Regions from separate parts of the Sus scrofa genome. Here region 1 is linked to region 2. Evidence: chromatin contacts called from public HiChIP or PLAC-seq data. All regions are on one chromosome and are shown on one strand. The core of a region is the stretch at or near the end of the contact, and the rest is flanking DNA. Distances in the headings are between cores, read along the strand shown.

Evidence for each region. HiChIP or PLAC-seq counts read pairs in DNA pulled down with a chosen protein or histone mark.
Region 1: an H3K27ac HiChIP or PLAC-seq map of alveolar macrophages shows a contact between it and region 2. The contact joins two enhancer-like sites. A contact is called at or near these places in 1 of 47 Hi-C or Micro-C datasets (liver) and 1 of 2 datasets of contacts at active chromatin or transcription factors (alveolar macrophages).

What each region holds. Positions count from the first base shown.
Region 1 is chr2:103,556,605-103,562,421 of Sscrofa11.1, forward strand. ERAP2 (endoplasmic reticulum aminopeptidase 2) reads left to right here. Exons shown (of 17, transcript XM_021085395.1): 14 at 310-471; 15 at 987-1,127; 16 at 3,087-3,168; 17 at 3,847-5,817. The coding sequence ends at 3,990. Among named protein-coding and RNA genes, the nearest start is that of LNPEP, 8.9 kb to the right of the region's middle. Within about 2 kb of position 1,982, at least 4 of the 83 cell types and tissues checked have an H3K27ac peak or open chromatin away from gene starts, as enhancers often do. A contact at or near this core is called in alveolar macrophages, where this site is marked.
Region 2 is chr2:103,279,014-103,284,704 of Sscrofa11.1, forward strand. The region is part of intron 2 of CAST (calpastatin); the gene reads left to right. Among named protein-coding and RNA genes, the nearest start is that of CAST, 25 kb to the left of the region's middle. Within about 2 kb of position 2,483, at least 3 of the 83 cell types and tissues checked have an H3K27ac peak or open chromatin away from gene starts, as enhancers often do. A contact at or near this core is called in alveolar macrophages, where this site is marked.

The DNA of each region.
Region 1 (5,817 bases), core at 732-3,231, 280 kb after region 2:
CCAGTGCTTTTATATTTCAGAAGTCATCTCTTTTATCACACCATCAACTTTCCATTTTCATCTCCAAGTAGGTTAAAATTTTATGACCGTTATCTTTGCTGACATTGATCATCAGTAGGAAGAAAACCACAAATAATTTGCAAAGTAAAATTACATAAAATATTTTTTATAAAAATTTGCCATAAAAATATTTAATATGCTGAGTATTAGAAATAACTCAGAGGTGATTCTGTTATAGCAATTTAAAATCATAATAAGAGTTTTTTCTTTAATAATTTTTTTTTTTTACTTTTGTGTTTAATATTACAGTATCCCATCTGATGTTTTAAAGATTGTGTATTCTGTGGGTGCTCAAACAACAGAAGGATGGAATTACCTTTTAGAACAATATGGACTCTCATTGTCAGGTGCTGAAAAAAACAAAATTCTCTATGCATTGTCAACCAGCAAACATCAGGAGAAGTTGATAAAGTAAGTGAATTTATCCAAATTGCGAAAAGTAAATTTACACATATTCGAGGAAGTTGCTAAAATTTCAGCAGCCCGTTTCAAAGACATCATAATAATTGAATCAGAATTGAACTGTTTTGACTTTACTTCCAAAAAGATATATCAGATATACTGATAAAATGCAAATAGTGAAAATAGATATTCTTTAGGTATTAATCTTGTGAGTGATATTAGATAAAGAGCTGTTTTACATGTAGAACCTTGGAGGAAAATTATTGTCAAAAACACGTTCTTGCATATAAGATGCTAATCAAAGATTTTTTGAAATAATAAATGAATAGCATCACTGCTAGAAAAAAGTAAAAGCTTAACTGAAACTCTTTAAAAAATGTTAGCCAGCAGAGAATTTATCACGGTTTTTGGTACATTATATTTTTATCATGCTTTTTTTCTCTCTTTTAATATATTGGTCGCCAGTGTTAATTTCCATTATGTAGTACATACCATGAAAATTCAAGTGGTTTTTATTTCTCCAGATTAATTGATCTAGGAATGGAAGGAAAGGTTATCAAGACACAGGACTTGGCATCGCTTCTTTATGCGATTGCCAGAAATCCAAAGGGGCAGCAATTAGCCTGGAATTTTGTAAAAGAAAATTGGACCCATCTCCTTGAAAGGTTGGTATTTGTTTAGGGCCAATGTGTGTTCTTCCACCCAGATATCTCGGTTGCCTAAAACCAAGTGTAATCACATGTCCCTTACAGCATATAAATTATATCATTTTTACTCAAATGGTTTGAAGAAGTCTATCAACTGTAAAATTCACTAGCTCAGATTAGCCTTTCCAGGTATAAGGGAAAGGAATGAAAAGAAGGAATGAGAAGCAGATTTCTCTTACTCAGCTCAGGCAATGAAGAATTGCTGGGAATAAGAATGAGTTGAGTTAAATCCAGTCATAACCACCCCATCTCCCCAGTCTAGCTCTCTCTCCAGCCCAGAAGAAGCCAATGAATCCATGGATAGTGCATCAAACATTATTTGTTGTTTTAGAGGAACATTATTTGTTGTTTTAGAGGAAAAGAACTTCAGTAATTTTGATGAGGGCTAATCCCTACTCCCAGTTCTTCTTGGGAGGTGTTGCAGTGGAAAGCTTAGAGTGGCTAAAAGAAATTCAATCAGAGGTGTTTTGGAAGCCCCCTTGGAAACTGGATCAGTTATAGATCTTTAGAATTTCAACTTCAGGGAGAACTAGAGCTCACTCCAATGTGTTCCTGAACCTAAAATAGCCCCAGAAAAATCAATGATTAGATTTCATTGGAATGTATGGGATGGCATTGTCTTTACTTACAGAAAACCTCCTGCTAAGATTAAGATGTTCAGCCATTCCTTTTCCAAATCCAGAATGTCATTTATGAACTAAATGGAAAATAACCTGAATGAGAGAGCTGTGCATTTTGCTCTGTTTATCTTTAGCGTCAGCTAGCATCGCTGATGTCAGTCATCCTGTTCCTCTTTGCCCTCATTTCTTAGCTATAAAGGACTTGGTGTCCTCACAGACAGCTTTGTGTAAGCCAAGAGCACACTTCTGCTTCTCTCCCAGACCTTTGGGTTGATATCCACAATAAATTAGAAATTCACTCTTTCCTTCCCTCCTTTTTTCCTTCCTCCCTCCCCGCCTTCCTTCCTTCTTCTTCCCCCCTCCCTACCTCCCTTCCTTCCTCTCCCTCATTCCCTCCCTCCCTCTCTCCCTCTCTCTCTCTTTTTCTCTCTTTCTTTCTTTCCTTCTTTTTAAATATCTTAAGAACCCCACTGGAACCATTGGTTTTGTCATTTGCATGACTGACTGTTTCCTCTGGAAATGATCAGACTTTTCTGCAATGCTGTAGATTTATTTTGTAACTGGAAATTATTTCCCGCTCAATCATATGCAGAGCCCAGGCTTGGGACCATTTTTGAGATATTTAGATGTATCTCTGCTCTGCTTTTCAGCGTGAATCCCTTTGACCTGTGGTAAAAATTCTCTTTATGAGACACTGTAGTGAAGGGAGCCATCTGTGGCGTCAGTGAACCAAGCTCAACCAACGATGCCCCAATAAGTACAATACTTAAGCACAGTGGCATCCAAAATGAGATGGGAAAGCATGTTAGACAATACCTTAGTGTGTAAGAAGGAAAATATTACTATGTATATTATTTCTTATCTTATGCTCTTAAATTTTCCTTTTTACCTTTAACATAGTACGTACATATAATTCATAAATAAAAATATGTACATCTGGAAATTCTATGTCAGAAAGCCTTTATTAATGGGGTGCATAAAAAATGTAGAGAATTTTGCTTTAAATATAAACATAAACATAAATATTGCTGAACAAGCTCATCATATTTCCTCAAAAACTTTATATTTTTATCTTATGGTAAAATTTGATAATTTCCATAGCTGTCAGATTTTACTAGATGAATATACGTTATTTTGTGGTAATTAATAATATCCATTGTAATGCACATGGTTATCACATGGTTATTAATGTTATATATTTTAAATACATAGTATGTTATGTATGTTTGTATGTATGTTATGTATAAAAGGCCATCATTTTTATTGCTTAAATCCATGAGGTTCCTTTTATTTTCAGATTTGAGTTGAGCTCATTTCCCATGAGAATAATCATCTCTGGTACAACATCTCACTTTTCTTCCAAGGATGAGTTGCAAGAGGTTTGTGACTCTCTGTTGCTAACAATTTAAATATAAATGTTCAAGCTGCAGAATTGAAAGTAGACTTAGCAGTCTGGTTTGAAGTTGTGTATTAAAAGAAAACAAGCTGTTTTTACAATGTCCTATAGCAAGTAAATGGAAGGGATAGGACTAATGTTTGTGATATTCTGTATGAAAATGACACTTAAGAGATGAGTCAGATTATTTCATCCATATTGTATCACCACTGAGAGACTATATTGAAGAGTGCTTAAGGTTATTTTTAACAATATTTTTCTTGTTGGTAATGCTACTTGTCTATCCTTTTTAAAAAGCATTCTGGCATTTTACATATTTCCACAGTAAATCTTGCATTTATTTTCTATTTAAGCGAATTCAGAATTCTAGAACTCTAATCCCAGATCACTGCTTACTCTATAATTTGGCTCAATCACTTATCTTCTTATCCACAGTGTATTCACTTGTAAGATTTGTCATTCTTGTCTTACTTTATCTACTGTTTTAAGATAAAGGGAAATAATAATTATGCCAAAAAAAAGTGAAGAAGACAATAACCTTTTGGAGGTTAGCAGAGCAATGCTTGCACCTGTGTTTGTATAATTCACAAGCTATTTTGAAACCCTTTGGAAAAGAAGGTGTTTTATGAACTGTATCGGTAATTCTTTTGTTATTTTTCAGGTGAAACTGTTCTTTGAATCTCTTCAGACTCAAGGATCATATTTGGAAATTTTTCAGATTGTTTTGGAAACCATTTCCAAAAATATTAAGTGGCTAGAGAAGAATCTTCCCTCCCTGAGAAACTGGCTACTGATTAGTATTTAAATGGTCAATAGAAACAACACATCAGATGCAAACGGTCTGCGTGAAGTGAGCAAAGCTCAGGTCAGACTTCCAGATAGTGTAACCAGTAAGAAGCCTCAAGAAATCAGCCAGCACAGCTACCATCGCTGGCTGACAGATGTTTGATGCTGGGGTGGAGGACGCCCAGTTCAGTAGCCTATTTTAAAGTAAACTTCCTGAATAACGGAGATGTGTGGAGGTGTAGATAGATGTAGCTGTAATAGTTTAGTCCCAACACAGACTGTGTGCATTACCATTATGCAACTACTATTTTGCTTTTCTGATGCTTTTTAAACCTTGCATAGTATACTGGAATTAGCCCATCCAATCCATATAAAAATCTTTCTTGTGCATCTTTTCATCTCCTTATGCTCTCACTCCCTCAGCTCACCCTGCATAGTTTATTTAATTTTTACCATTCATAGAAAATCTGAATCAAATTTAGAAGCATAAAATTCAGGAAAACTGAGACTTTATCACCAACTCTCAGATTACTAGAAACTAGGTGTCAAAGTTTATCAAGGACACCAAGAGGTCCTCTTGGCTTGAGCCTCACATCCAAAAACAGCCTCAAAAATAGCCTTTTGAAACTAAAAATAGAATCATCATATGACGCAGCAATTCTATTCCTGGGCATCTATCCAGAAAAGGCCATGACGCGAAAAGATTTATGTATCCCAGTGTTCGTTGCAGCACTATATGCAATAGCCAAGACCTGGAAGCAACCCAGATGTCCATCAACAGAGGAGTGGATAAAGACATGATACATATACACAATGGAATATTACTGAGCCATAAAAATGAATGAAATAATGGTGTTTGCAGCAACATGCATGGACCTAGAAATTATCATGCTAAGTGTAGTCAGGCAGTGAGACACAAACAACATATGCTATCTCTTATATGTGGAATCTAATAAAAGGATATGATGAACTTATTTGCAGAACTGAAACTGACTTACAAACTTTGAAAAAATTATGGCTACCAAAGGAGACAGGTTGGAGGAGGGGAGGGATGGGCTGGCAGCTTGGGATGGAAATGCTGTAAAATTAGGTTGTAATGATGGTTGTACAACTATAAATGTAATAAAATGCATTGAATTTAAAAATAACCTTTTGAGATCCTCTCTGAATGAAGTAAAATCTGTAGTCACAGAGATATAGGTTAGAAAGATGACAAAAAGATTTTAAGGAGAGAAGACTCTGAAGCTGAAAGAGAGGAAAGGGAGTAGTCGTGGACTCTGCAATGAAGGCAATTCTCCAGAAAGGACCGATTGGGTAAGAAGCTATGGAGGGCAGTGTCTATTACCTATTTATGAGTGTTGTGTACAGATGGCGTTTGATAAATAGGTGTTGACTGTGTGAAGTGGCACCTAGAAATGAGGGAGAAAAATAGGAAATGGAACCTAGGAGAACTCAGACAAACCTACTTGGCAATTTTGCCTCAGCTGGTCCTGCTGGTACCTGATTGTATAATTCTGTGTCGTATATTATGCATTATGTATATATCTTGTGTGCCGGTCCTCATTGGCTCAATGTCTTGTAAAAGCCTTAACAAGTAAAACTTTAACTCCTGTTTTGTTTTTAGTTTTCTTTGGTCTCTGCATACCATAGGCCCTCCACAAACATTGCTGGCTGACTAACAGCCTGTGCTGGCAGCTATCGGCCAGAGGAGGAAGAAAATGTCTGAGTCAGCCTAGACTCAGCCAAGAACTACAGTCAAGTGTAATTTTCTGCATAAATATTGCAGGATCTTTGCATGCTCAAAAACAAACAAAATTCTGAAGGACACATTTTATGAGAATGAACC
Region 2 (5,691 bases), core at 1,233-3,732:
AATCACTCTGCTTCACTAAGGGCGCCTCATCTGTAAAATGGGGACAGTAATGGCCTCTCCATGAGCTAATGTGAAGATCAATGAAATCAAGCACATGAAATGTCCAGAACAGTGCCTGGGCCATATGAAGTGCTCTATTAGCTGCCATTGTTGTTATTATTATTACTACTACAATTATTATTATGGTTACTTTTATTTTATTACTGTTACCTTATTATTATTACAATTATTATTAGTTATTTTATGTTCTTTAATAGAGGCAAAATGCTTAACCTTATTACTGTTACCTTAATAGTATTACTATTATTAGTAGTATTACTAGGATCTTATTATTACTATTACTAGGCAACAAAGAGAACTTGCTTGGGAATAAAAGTGAGCCCCTTACTGATTTCTAAGCAGGACTCAAATGCTCTTGTTGACTATATATTGTAGAGTCTTTCCCTTGAAAAACGGAAGTTTGGTAGTTCATTAAGCATAGTAGTCCTTTTGTTTTAAAACAACTCTATGTAACAATCAGATACATATGCCAAGTGTTAGAAAGTACAGACTTTCTTCAACAAAGACTATGAAAATAATGTGCTTTTAAATTAAAAATTTGTGATATACAAACTGTTATATAAGTGGTAGGGAATGGCTAATAAAATAGTTAAGCATTTTGCCTTTATTAAAGAACATATGTTATACATAGCAACATTATATCAAACAGCAATAAAATATCCTTTATTATTTACTTTGAATTAAAAAGCCTAATTGCCTAAGACCTGAGATCCTACCAAAATTGTCTCTGGAGATGATACCTTATAGCACATGAAATTGAAATCAAAGTTAACAAAATCAAAGGCATTAAATAGAAGCTAAATTTACTGACTTTAGAATAAGTGCTGGAAATCTAATGGACAAACCACTTAAATATTATTCCTGTTTTTTCTCATTTCCTTTCTTCATTTTTTTTTAAATGCCCCACACCAACCCATCCCTCAGCGGCTCTGCGCTGCCAGCTCCTGGGACAATGTTATTCTGAAGCATGTCAGTGGTGCTGTAGTTTCAAAGAGTCACTGGACCATGTGGGAGGCGTAGGTTGCAGGTTCCCACTTTTCCTAGGACCTTGTTCCTGCAGCTCTTCCCTCATTCCTTTTACATTTTATTTAATGACTCTTCTGTCACCTACTTTAGACCATGTATTAGTTTAATCTTCCTCATCGTAAACAGTTTTAAAATATTTCCTTTGAAATTGCTCAAGCTCCCATCCTATCTTCCTTTTTCTAACCCTCACTGCCAAGATGCTTGGTTGAAATTATTGAAGAAAAGAGTGTTGAGAGAGAAGAGAGAAGCTAAAAGCAAGGGTCGATAAATGCCTACATGGAGAGGTAGGAAAGAGAAACCAGTGAACAAGTCAAAGAAGAAACACTTAAAGGGGGTCAGAGAAGCTGGATGTTGCAGTGTCATCAGTGGAAAGGCTGGATGCTAGCTCCAGAATTATGGGGCTGAAAAAGAGCCCTTGTTTGGAGATTGGGATGTTGTAGGTCCTCTTGGGAGCTGTTTCTGTTGTGACTGAGAAGGTGCTATGTAAGGAGAGATTCTGCGTAGATGACTTCTTTTCCAGTGTACATGGATTTATATAATAAACAACAGATAAAGCAAAAAAAAAAAAAGAAAGAAAAAGTTGAAATCAGTGCTTACTTATAGAAAAAGAGATGTGTGACCTAGGTGCATCATATGTTACTGAATCCCTGGATTATTTGCCAGTTGTTTATAGGTAAATGGACTCATTTACTAATTGAACAATATCAAATAAAAAAGACATTATTTGGAAAGAATTTAGGAGGGAATGCCAAGCATATATTTATCTTACTCATTAGGATTGTAGACTTCCTTGTTGGTTTTTCACAATAAGGTTTGTATACCTATTCTCTTTCTTTCTCCAATTATGCCCCTCATTCTTAAGTGGTCTAATTTGAGCTTCAAATGCAGAATTTTTGGACTTTACTATCTTCTAGAAGTATATCACTCTGAAATCTTCAAACACAGTCTCAAAGAAAAACATTTTTCTTACGGGAAAGCGAGAGCTAAAGTGATCTCATATTCACATTACAATTTTGGTTTCACTTAGTGCTTGGGATAAAAATCACTTCTGAATACAATTTTATTACTTTTGTTTGTTTGGTTTTTTTTTTGTTTGTTTGTTTGTTTGCCTTTTAGGGCTGCACCTGTGGCATATGGAAGTTCCCAGGCTAGGGGTCAAATCAGAGCTATAGTTGCCGGCCTACACCACAGCCACAGCAACGCAAGATCCCACCCATGTCTGCAACCTATACCACAGCTCACGTCAACGCTAGATCCTTAACCCATTGAGGGAGGCCAGGGATTGAACCCACGTTCTCAAGGATGCTAGTCGGGTTCCTTAACCACTGAGCCACAAAGGGAGCTCCAGCCATGACGGGAACTCCGTGTTACTTTTGTTCTTGCTTCTTTTCTTACAACACTGAGTTGACTCAATAAAGTCTGACACCATGCATCTATTTCACTGAAAAATGAAAGCTGAGTAAGCCAAATGACTAATGAATTTTCAAAATAACGCATTTAAAAGAAACTGATTTTTTACACTATCACACCAGCTATAAGATGAAAGGTTGCTGAACTATTTGTTAGATATGATGTGGTGATATCTGTGTAATTTTAAAAATATAGTTCAGAGGACACCCAGTGGTTAAAAGGAGTATATTCCTTGCTGTGGCACCATGTTCAGTTGGAATAAAATATTTCTTGTCTCAGCAGTGATAATACATTTTTGACTTTGTCTTTTTAAATGACCATACATTAGGGGAGTGTGTATTTGTGAGTGTTAAGGAAACAGACTTGATTTTGACTTCTGCAACTTTTCTTCAAATACTTGAAAATTTACAAATTATAAGATTGGAAATATTAAAAATATGATTAAATGTTTCCTTTAGTGAAAACATAAATGATATTTGGAAATGTGAAATAAATGACTGAGAGTCATGAATTAAAAAACATTGAAATTTTTTTGACTTGGAAATTCCAATGCCAGGAATTTGTTGCAAGTTCATAATCAGAGGTTTATTTGATGCCTAAGTACAAAGATATTCACCATAGCTTTATATATGAGAATAACAAACTAGGGGAGAAGTGAACATACAGCCATAATGAATTGTGAAATTACAGCACAGATGTAGTGACATGGCTTCATCATACCTTGAAGAACATTTAACAAGGGAAGAAAATACTTAGGTTATAAAATGAATAAAGACCAGAGTTCCCATTGTGACTCAGCAGTAACGAACCTGACTAGTATCCATGAGGATGCAGGTTTGATCCCTGGGCTTGCTCAGTGGGTTAAGGATCCAGCATTGCCACGAGCTTCAGTGTAGGTTGCAGATGCAGCTTGGATCTGGTGTTGCTGTGGCTCTGGCATAGGCTTCAATTTGACCGCTATCCTGGGAACTTCCATATGCCTTGGGTATAGACCTAAAAAAGATAAAAATGAAATAAGAGGGTAAAGAACAATAATTAGCATAGATAAAAGAATAATGGAAGACAGTGTTTTAGCAATAATCAGAACTAAATCTATGCATGTTTCTGCTTAGACCTTAAAGGGAGAAGTCTTTTTCCTTAGGAACCCAGAAGAGGTGCTTCCAGGGTAAGGCTTCTGCCACTGCCACTGTGTGTGTGTGTGTGTGTGTGTGTGTGTGTGTGTGTGTGTGTGTGTGTGTGTACATGTGTTTGAACAGAGGTGCATCTCTTAGTTATAGACAGAGAATTAGGATTAAGCACTAAGACATCTTAGAGGGCAAGGACAGTTAAATATTTTTAGTTCATGGTTCTTTTGGAATCTGATGAAAATTGATCTTTTCCTTCAAAAAGGATGCATATGTGGATACAAAAATGCAAAGAATATGTGACATACAATGTAAGGAGGTGTAAAGATACATACCCCCCCCGGGGGGGCACTTTTATTGAGTGGCTATTTTTAGGAGGCATCATCTAAGAATATTTTCCCAGTTGGTTAGTTGTTGATGTCTGAAATTCCACCATTCACAAGTTCCCTAACCTTTGAGTTAAGCATTGCCTTCCCTTGGGGCCTCTTTTAAATTGTAGGTGCTCCTAGGAGGAATAACACATTCATTAATACCTTGTGAGAAGTAGCTTAATAGGAGGGGATGCAAATTACATAAGCATTATTTTTGTGGATTTGGTAAGGTAGAGCACTGGAAGTTTTTTTTTTTTAAGGCTGCACCCCAAGCATTTTGAAGTTCCCAGGCTAGGGGTTGAATCAGAACCATAGCTGCTGGCCTACACACACCACAGCAACAGCAATGCAGGACCCCTGACTCACTGAGCAAGGTCAGGGATTGAACCTACACCCTCATGGATACTAGTTGGATTCGCTTCCGCTGAGCCATGACAGGAACTCCTAGAGATCATTTGATAATGATGACTAACACATATATAGGCATTTTACATACACAACACACACACACTCCTTGCAATAACCCCATTCTCCTGATGAGGAAATTGAGGCACAGCCTGATTAAATAACCTGTCCAAGGTCACACAGTTATGTAATAGTGAAGCCCAGCATGAAACTTAATTTAACTAGTATCCTAGTTTCTTACTGTTCATAAAATTACCTATTTCAAGAATTTGACCTAAGGCCAACTCCATAGCCTTTCTTACCACAGTGGTCAGTTTCTGTAACTCACTTCTCTAACTCTTTATTTCCTTTTCTTCCTTACCTTGTACCCTCTTTTCACTGAAGAGAATCATAAAACAAGGTTAAATCATTCCCATTCCCTTGAATCTAAAAGGTAAGACACTGTGCAGACAGCTGTTCCCTCTTTATGGATAGGAAATGAGGAAGTTAAGTCACAGCAGAGTTAGAGTGAGGAGAAAGCCAGCGTTCTCTTGACTCCCAGTCAATGCAGCCACTTTGAGGACTCCCATCTGGCAATGACAAATGGCATGGAATAATCAGAAAAAAAAAAAAAATTAGCAGAGTGACCACCGTGACGTGTTCGTAAGGCCACTATGGATGGGCTGTTTCATTCACTGAGTGAATTTCTGTGTGAAGTTGTGTGTTCATGATAAGACTTACCATTATGACCTATTTATCGGTGGTTCCTTGGGAGGGAGGGGGCAACATATTCTATTTACCTAATTGTGTTTGTGGTAGCACCCAATCATACTTCCTTCCATAGTAAAAGTGACTTGTACTTGTTTGTGGACTACTTACAACCACGGTGTAAAAGAACATTTGCAAATAAGCCTTATAATTACAGCCTCATAATTGCTGGTGTTGGGGAATCTGCCTCCCCTTTGATAGACAGTCTTTTTCTAGATACTTTTTTTCAATAAAGCCTGTGTTTTCATGTGGAAACACAATACTTCTTTTCATTTTGTAGGGTGGTGACTATTAAGTAATGGAACTGATTTGTTAACAAATATGTCAAAACCTATGTTTTAATGAGAGTTCTTATTCTGAACAATTCTCCGTTTAGTCAAGCCTAAGACAACACTGATCTAAAAAAGCACTGATTGGAAAATGCTAAGAATGAAAAAACTGTCAATTAATTTCTAACCTAAGCTTTCTTTTACTGATTTTAAGACGCATTTGTATGCAGGAGGTAAGCAACAGGAAGGAAAATGGTGAGTTCAAATCAACAAAATAAA